Regions from separate parts of the Mus musculus genome. Here regions 1 and 2 are each linked to region 3. A link is a contact called in public promoter capture Hi-C data. All regions are on one chromosome and are shown on one strand. The core of a region is the stretch at or near the end of the contact, and the rest is flanking DNA. Distances in the headings are between cores, read along the strand shown. Region 1 holds the start of Nek4 (NIMA (never in mitosis gene a)-related expressed kinase 4). Region 2 holds the start of Sfmbt1 (Scm-like with four mbt domains 1). Region 3 holds the start of Oxnad1 (oxidoreductase NAD-binding domain containing 1).

Region 1 (2,700 bases), core at 12-2,511, 1.1 Mb after region 3:
AGAACTAAGAACTATGAAACATCGCTCATCAGTTTCATAATTGTGCCTGTTTGTGCACAACATTCTATGGCCACCCTGATAGCAAAGAATACTGAAGAACTGGTTCATTAGACTCTGGGTGATGGCATAAAGTAATTTACATAAAGGAGTAACATCAGATTTGAGTTTAAGAAAGATGTCTGCAAACCGGGCGGTGGTGGCGCATGTCTTTAATCCCAGCACTTGGGAGGCAGAGGCAGGCAGATTTCTGAGTTCGAGGCCAGCCTGGTCTACAAAGTGAGTTCCAGGACAGCCAGAACTATACAGAGTAACCCTGTCTCCAAACAAACAAACAAAAAGAAAGAAAGAAAGAAAGAAAGAAAGAAAGATGACTGCAGTAGAAGAGACAGGTTAGAGGGGAAAAAAAAGCAGGCAGCAGGAACTAGTTGGGGAGTGGGCATTTAGCCAGAAAGACTGGTGGCCTGTACTAGGGTGGAGATGCCGGTTTGACCTAGTGACAGGAATAGAACCAGCGTTGGGGACATTAAAGGTAATTGTTACCAGCTTAGGAAACTGCATGGCTGGTCAAGCTACTCACTGAAATAGGGTCCATGAGAAAGTGCTGGCGAGAAGATGCTGAGATGAGTTTTTAAGGAGTACAAACTACACAAGAGACAGGGCTTGCACGGTGGCCCTGAACTAGGCTTTGGGAACACATGGCCCCTGTTCTCAAGAAAATTTCAGGTGACAGGAGGTTTGCAGATAAAGAAAACTAATACCGAAGAATAGACAAAATCCGGGGCTCCTATTATAGGGGAAGTTGAGAAGCTGACCTCTTATCTGAGAAGAGTCCCTGCCCATCACTCCGGGCCTGTACATTTGAGGATGCCCTAGACGTATCCCTTCCCTCATCGCCCCGGCCAGGTCCCAAGTCCCCGACCTGCTTGCCGTCTCGCCGATGCTTCACGAGCGTCACCTCCCCGTAACTACCCCTGCCCACGACCCGCATGTAGCAGTATGCGGCCTGGGGCATGTTCCCGAAGGAGGCCTACAGTCGGGAAGCTGTGGCAGCGGCGCGTAAGGCTGCGGGAGGCCCCGCTCATGCCAGACGGGAGGTGAAGTACTCCATAAACGCGGCCCACCGCGGGCAGGAGCTTCGAGGCCCGGCCCACCCGGACGCCGCTACCATAGCGATACTGGCGGGGTAGTCCTGCGCATGCTCAGAGTTGGAAGACGCGCCATAGAGTCGACCTAGCGGTGGCCAGAGCTGCTCCTCGTGCTTGGGGGAGGACCTACCATCGAGCCGTCGCGGAAGCGGCCAGAGCGGTTCGGCAGCCCCGGAGGACCTGCCATAGAGCTTCGCTCCTGGAAGGCCAGAGCGACTCCCGAGCCGCACTTCCTGCGTTTTGGTTCTACATTTGCTCATTGAATCCTTTCTGGTTCTAAGCGAGTTACGCGTATGGTTCATTCGTTCTACAAATATTAACCGGCTATGTGCTTGGCTCACATTCAGTTAAAAGAGTGGCCAACTCTAGGCTTCACCAATGATGTTTGCTCTATTTGTTTTGTAGCGTGTCAGTATTCGGCCTGCCGTTTTGGTGCATTTGGTGAAGACGTCAATACACTTCATCCCTCAAAGTTTCAGCCTGCTTTACTGAGACTGGCAAAGATCTCTCACAGAATGATTGCAAACCCACCATCCTGAAAGGCTTGCCAGAACTTCACATGCTGCTTCCACGGAGCACCAAGGCCCCCTTTTAACGCCTGTCTGTGAATGCACAAGGCTGCGAAAAGAGCTACCTGCCTTGCCTGAAGAATTTACTTTTAAACAGGCGCACAGTTACTCATTATCCCTCTGTCCCGTTGAGATATATATGCATATGTCTTCTACAAGCCAGAAATGTTTTCCTCCAGGACAGAAAGCCCTTCCTTTGAAATGTAAATCATCAAAAAATTTTGGCGTCTGTTTCCCATTTTGTGTGGGAAGATATAATCCCATCTTCTATAATTGCCAACTAGTAAATTGTAATTGCTTTTACAATGACCAACTGTTATTATTTATTATTATTATTATGTTACTGTTGTTGAGATAAGATCTTCCTCTACAGCTCATCTTGCAATCCTACTCTTGTGTGTTGAGTTTACAGCCATGTAATAGTAACATGCTCCCAAACCTTTGTAATTTTTTTCATTTTTCTAAGGAATTCCGTTTCTCATTTCTCTATTTTCCTATTTTCCCTTCATTGTTTGTTGGTGCGTGTGTGAGTGTGCGTGTGTGTGTGTGTGTGTGTGTGTGTTTGTGTGCACGCGTGCGAGCGCGTGTCTTAGAAGAGGTCTCATGTCACCATGTAATCCAGGGTTTTAGAGATCGGCCTGGCTCCGCCTTGAGTGTAGAATTATAGGTGTGTGCCCCCATGCCCAGCCCTCATTCTCGTCTTAAAAGGCCCAGTTACCTCTGCACAGTTGAATGAAGCGCAACTTTCCCTGCTACTGTCAATAGTTACTACACAGCAGTCTGCCCCCTCTGCTCTAGCAAATGTTTGCTTTTGTTTATCTTTAGCAATATCACTAACTAGAATTCAATATTTATTTAAGGTTCCACTTTGTTTGGTTTTCTTTCTTCCTTCCTTCCTTCCTTTCTTTTTTTTTTTTTTTAAAGATTTATTATACGTAAGTACACTGTAGCTGTCTTCAGACACACCAGAAGAGGGCGCCAGATCT
Region 2 (2,754 bases), core at 68-2,567, 1.4 Mb after region 3:
TGGGGCCAGTAACTGCTGTGAGTGACCCGCGGGGAAGAGCGCCCACCAAGTTAAAAAAAAAAAAAAAGCCCTACAGGACGCGTCCCACCCCACTGCACCGCAAGCTCTAAAGATGACCTGGCTTTGACAGCTTAGTTTGAGACCCCACGCGAACAGCTGGCATCTCGGGGGGGAAACTTAACACGACGTCTATCCTTTCCGCGGGAATTTATCCCGAGTCTCACAAGGCTTTTCTGCTCCGCAAAGAGCAGGCCTTGCTTCCCAGGACACAGGGCTCGCCCCTCCAGCGTCTTTACAGCGAACAAAACAAGACTTGGGAACAGAAAACGAAACGGTCACGGACCTGCCGAGCGGCCTCAGGACGCTCCCCAGATCCGCGCAGGGGGTCGGGCGGCGGTGCCTCCCCAGGCGAAGCGCCTGAGAGGCCGGAGCCACCGGTTGCGGTGGAGGCTCAGACTCGGCCACCGCGCTTGCTGTCGCCGCCGCCGCTGCTGCTGCTGCCGCTGCCGCCGCCGCCTAGGCCCTGAGAAGTTGAGCGGCCGCGCGGGCTGCGGGTTCGCGCCCCGCCCGGAGCGAGCCCGGGGGGGCGGGTCCGCGGGGGCTCGGCGGGAGGCCGCTCGATGGGGGCAGGGGACCGGAGCCTGCAAGTTGGGAGCCCGCTACCGCCACCCGGCCACTTTGGCCTCTCGCGCCCAGCTGGGCTGACGCGCGCCGCTCGCCCGTTCTCCCTCTCTCTCTCTCTCTCCCGGCGCCGCCGGCCTCCGCCGCGTCCGCGAGGTGCCCGGGCGCGTCCCCGCAGCCCCCGCCGGCCGACGCGCCGAGCCTCGGGACCGCGCCAGGCCGCGCGCGCGGGCGCCGCGTCCCCCCACCCACTCCAGTCGTCCCCCCCGCCCAACGCGCCGCCGCCGCCCGTTGGCGCCTCAGATCGCGCGCTCGCTGCCCGCTGGCTCCCGGCGCTTCCCGCTGGCAAAGTTGCTGGGCCTCTTTGGGAGGGCGCCGCACCACCCCTCAGGCCGCCGCGCGGGAAGGCCCAGCCGGCCGCCCCGCTTTTTTTACCTGACGGGAGTTTTCGCGCGCGCGCTTGCTCGCTCTCCCCGCTCGCTCGCACGCCCGCCCGCTCGCTCGGTTTTCTTTCTTTCCTTCTTGGCGCTCGCCCGCGCGGGGCGCCTTTTCCGCTCGCGCTGCTCGCGCCCTCCTTCCTGCTGAGCCCGGCAGAGCGGGGCGGCCGGCAGCTCTCCCCGCCCCCCTGCACCCGCGCTCCGGCGGAGGCGGCGGCGGCGGCGCTCCGCGCTCCGACTCATTCCAATATGGCACGGACGCAAGGCGCATGCGCCCGCGGCCCCCCCACTCCCTCCCCCAGCTCCGCGGTCCTCCCTCCCGGCAACCCGCGCCCCTCGCTTCGCGCGCGTGGCACTCCCGACCCGGCCTCCCCAAGCCCACCGGCTCGCGGAGCTGGAGCTGCACGGGAGACGACGCGTCCGCGGGCCCGGGTCCATAACCCGCCGCTTTGCTCGCGTCCCCCTGTCCGCACCTCGCCGAAAGACACCCGCGAGGCCGTGGCGCTGGGCGTCGCGGCGTGAGCCTCTGATCCCCGACGGCGCCATGGACGGAGAACGGCTTGGAGACGGCGTCCTCGGGCTCCGGAGGCGCGTCCTGGCCTTGCTTGGGATTCTGGAAAGAAAGACCTCACCTCGGGCTTCTGGACAGAGCGGCTCGGGACCCCGCGAAGTCCCTGATCCATCCGTCCCTGGCGAAGCGCGCCACTGTAGCCCGCACGTGACCACCTCGAGCAAGATGGTATTAGCAGAGAGGCAGCAGTTCTGCAGGTCCCCAAGGGGCGCATACCGTGGCCGAGGGAGCTGCGCCCGCCCGCCGGACCACGTCGGGAATCCTACACGTTCTTTGAGATCTAGCAGGGCACTCTAGTGCTCGTCTACCGAGTCCGACTCGAACGCCTCTACGTACCTCATGTCCAGGCTCAGTAAATGAGTTGTCCTGCCGCAAAGGGGCACAGGTTGACCTAAGAGCTTCAGGAGAAGCTCAAAAATGCTGTGAATCAGCCTCGAATCGGAAGGTGCCCACAGGCAGTTACGTTCGGCTACTCAACCCTTCTTCAGCGAGCACAGGTGTCAATAGGAAGCACACCCACCTGCTCCAGAAAGTTCCCTCAGAAGAAAATCCCAGCGCCTGTGGGATCCCGGAGTGCCAATGAGACCAGACTCTCCAGCCTAAGATGGCCTCAGTCAGGGGCTCCTACTCAAGGAAGACTCCTTTCTTTTAGAGAAGAGGAGGCGAGACACACACACACACACACACACACACACACACACACACACACACACACACGAAGGTCTTGGGATGCTCCCATTAGCATCTTTCTCATGTTTTTGGGCAACCTTGGGAAATATGCACATTACAAACGCCAGATGATTTTTTTCTTTTTGTAAGTGTAAGCACCATTGAAAAGACAAAGTAACAAGAAAAAAAAATAAAGAAGAATATAAAAGGATATTCAATTATTGCTACACAATTTGAGCTCCCACCCACCCCCTCCCAACACCCCCCCCGCCCCGGCCAAAAACAAAAAACAAACAAACAAACAAACAAAAAAACCCTTCTTCATAGATACATGCTTGCAAGCACACATTTTCATTTATTTGCTACTATGACTAACATTTTTTGTTTGCATGGTCGTTTTTAAGGTATATAGTTCCTGCTTGTGTATTTTATTACATTGCAGTTGTCTGCTAACAC
Region 3 (2,700 bases), core at 130-2,629:
AAGATCATCTGAACTAAAGACAGACACTTGGAAATCAGTTTTCTTCCTGTGTCCCAGAGGTTACCTGGGAAGTATTTATACCCATAAAGATAGAAGGCTTTCACTGCATTTCTCTTCTGCCCAGACAGGCTACAGCTAACCTGCAACAGGCTACAAAGATCTCCTAATTGCTATTTAGATCTTCAATTATGTTAAAAAAAAAAAAAAAAAAAGGAATGGAGATCTTTGAAACAACCTTCCATACACTTAAGTTCTGGGTTTTTTCCTCCCAAAGGCTTCTCTGCCCATAGGTTTTCACACTTCAAAAAGGCTTCAAAATATAGTGTCCTTTAAACATGCACAAAATTGGTAATTTATGCACACAACTGTACATACTTAAACACTGTTACAGAAATGTAAACTACATAAGTCATACATGACTGCTGAACTATTCATTCTCGTGCAAAAGAATGTTAGATTCCAAAGGATCTACTCTCAGAAGAGGATGTAAGAACCAAAGAATGTAATTTTCCAACCCCCAGAGCTCTTCAAGTCAAACTGGAATCCAGTTCTGCCATACTACTTTTCACTACACTGCACTCCTCCAGTGAGATGAGTAACTGCTTAGCACTACTCCAAAGTCCCTGGTTGTAACCGGAACAAGCCCAGCACGGCTCTCGGAACAACGTGCTTCTCAAAGAAGAGGCTGCACGCTGACGAAAATACCAGGAACACCATTCCTTTTACCGAGAACTAAAGTTCACATAAATAATTTGTTCCTGGGCTTTAGAGACAGCTAGGCTCATCGTTATGGCCTAGGTATGCAATCTTGGGCAAGATGCCCAGTCTCTAAATCTATGTTAAAGATGAATAAAATGGATTTTTGAACCTCAAGATCAAGTTTAACATATAGGTTGCCCACTAAAAACCCCAATAATTAAAAGCTACTGTGCCCACCACTGCAGTGAATATTTAAAATATGGCTAGAACTCGCCCCTGTCTTGCAGATCTTGGTTCTCTACAACACAACCGGGGTATCAGAAAGTGGCTGGGGTGAGAGAGGCAGTGATGTACCTGCAGGCAAGAACTCATAACAGGCCAAGAGTCACTCAGAGTTCAAGGTCGCCTGAAACGCAATTGCAGGAGCGCTGTGGGCCGAGAACTGGAGAGGACGCTGTGTGGCTCCCTGAGCCTCAATGATTCCCCCTTTCAAGAGGGCGTAGCCTCCGCCAATTCTTTTAATGTCCTCTGAAGTCAGCTATGGAGGACAAGACTCCACCTGCATAGAAAACTCGTTTATATCCCAAGCCCAAACTCCCCGGGCCCCGGACTGACGTAACCGCCATGAGAGGGAGCCCTTCACACTATTGGTCGCTGGCACCCAGTGGACGGAGAACTGCGCAACGCTGCTGCGCAGGAAGCACCATCTTTCCGGCGCTATCTCCATGGCGACCGCGACCGGGTCACCCTTTTGGCCGCGGCGGTAGAAGTTACGTCATCGCCTGTGCGTCCGGAAGTGACTGTTCCTGCGCCAGGGTGGACCGGGAAGACCGGGCCTTACCCTGCCTGGGCGCAGGTAGGCAAGCTGATGCGGTGCCGACCGGGTGACCATGGCGGTGTTTCACGACGAGGTGGAGATCGAGGACTTTCAATATGACGAGGACTCGGAGACATATTTCTACCCTTGCCCCTGTGGGGATAACTTTGCCATCACCAAGGTACTCTAAAGGGCCCGCCGGCGATCCCTCGAGCTTGCGCATTGTCGCTTCCGGTGTCCCTGGGAAGGCTCAGTTACCCACGTGTTCTTCCGAACCCCCGCCCCTAAAGTAGTAACCTAGGCTGTCTAGCATACAGGGTCGGGTTAAGGGCGCTGTTCTCCGTAGTCCCGCCCCTAAGTGTTTTTCTTTTTTTTCTATTTTTTTTTCCCCTGGGAGCTTCTTTGAAGAAGGGAACTTGATTTTGTACCCCAGGGTTTTGGAGGCGATCGAACCAATCTAATCTCCCTGTTTTTTTTTCCTAGATGACACTTGGGAGGAAAGTTCTTTGTGTTGTTACCCAACTAAAGACTTGCCCATAGACATAGGAGAGATTTATGGGAAGTTGACGAAAGGCTATGCTGACCATATGTTGTTTGATTGCGTTGTAGGAAGATTTGGAAAATGGAGAAGATGTGGCCACGTGTCCTAGCTGCTCACTCATTATAAAAGTGATTTATGACAAAGTAAGGGATATGTTAAAGGGGATGGGTGGTGTGAGCTAATGACAAGGGCCTAAAGGAGCCTGTCTGATAGAAAAGGGCGGAAGAGTGTTGGGTGTTGGTTTGTTTTTTGAGACAGGGACCTTAAGTAGCCCTGGCTATACTGGAACTCATGATGTGAACCAGGCTGGCCTTGAATTCACAGAGATCTGCCTTTTATGTAACTTATGATCACTTTGGAAAGGGCAATAAAGAAATTGCTTTGTAATGAAAATTGATGACTTAATCAGGAATGAAAAATTATGGTTATTTTAATTGATGTTCTTCCTTTTGACATTTCTCTTGTATTTAATATTTAGTTTGTTCAGAGCTCTAGGATATTTTTAGAAGATTGCATTTTATTGCTTGCCTAGCTTATGTACAGAATCTACCTTGTTTGAGATATAGTTCCTAGATGTAATGTTACAGTTCCATGTTCCTTTGTATCCATTAGGAATGGCAATAGAAAAGGGGTAAATATCTTT

Evidence for each region. Promoter capture Hi-C pulls out the DNA fragments that hold promoters and counts their contacts. Capture Hi-C pulls out chosen DNA fragments and counts their contacts.
Region 1: a contact with region 3 is called in a promoter capture Hi-C map of pre-B cells, with 4 times the contacts expected there. The contact joins the promoter of Nek4 here to the promoter of Oxnad1 in region 3. A contact is called at or near these places in 2 of 39 promoter capture datasets (liver and pre-B cells), 2 of 484 Hi-C or Micro-C datasets (CD4 T cells and myocytes) and 1 of 9 other capture datasets (liver).
Region 2: a contact with region 3 is called in a promoter capture Hi-C map of liver, with 3 times the contacts expected there. The contact joins the promoter of Sfmbt1 here to the promoter of Oxnad1 in region 3. A contact is called at or near these places in 1 of 39 promoter capture datasets (liver) and 1 of 9 other capture datasets (liver).

Annotation. Positions count from the first base shown.
Region 1 is chr14:30,949,938-30,952,637 of GRCm38.p6, reverse strand. It overlaps Nek4 (NIMA (never in mitosis gene a)-related expressed kinase 4), which reads right to left and starts at 1,261. Exons shown (of 15, transcript NM_011849.3): 1 at 920-1,261. The coding sequence starts at 1,012. It overlaps Gm41121 (a long non-coding RNA gene), which reads left to right and starts at 1,204. Exons shown (of 2, transcript XR_874490.3): 1 at 1,204-1,436; 2 at 1,551-2,206.
Region 2 is chr14:30,714,178-30,716,931 of GRCm38.p6, reverse strand. It overlaps Sfmbt1 (Scm-like with four mbt domains 1), which reads right to left and starts at 1,317. Exons shown (of 21, transcript NM_001166532.1): 1 at 1,057-1,317.
Region 3 is chr14:32,084,407-32,087,106 of GRCm38.p6, reverse strand. It overlaps Oxnad1 (oxidoreductase NAD-binding domain containing 1), which reads right to left and starts at 1,379. Exons shown (of 8, transcript NM_145460.2): 1 at 1,054-1,379. Dph3 (diphthamine biosynthesis 3) reads left to right here and starts at 1,415. Exons shown (of 3, transcript NM_172254.4): 1 at 1,415-1,697; 2 at 2,126-2,200. The coding sequence starts at 1,590.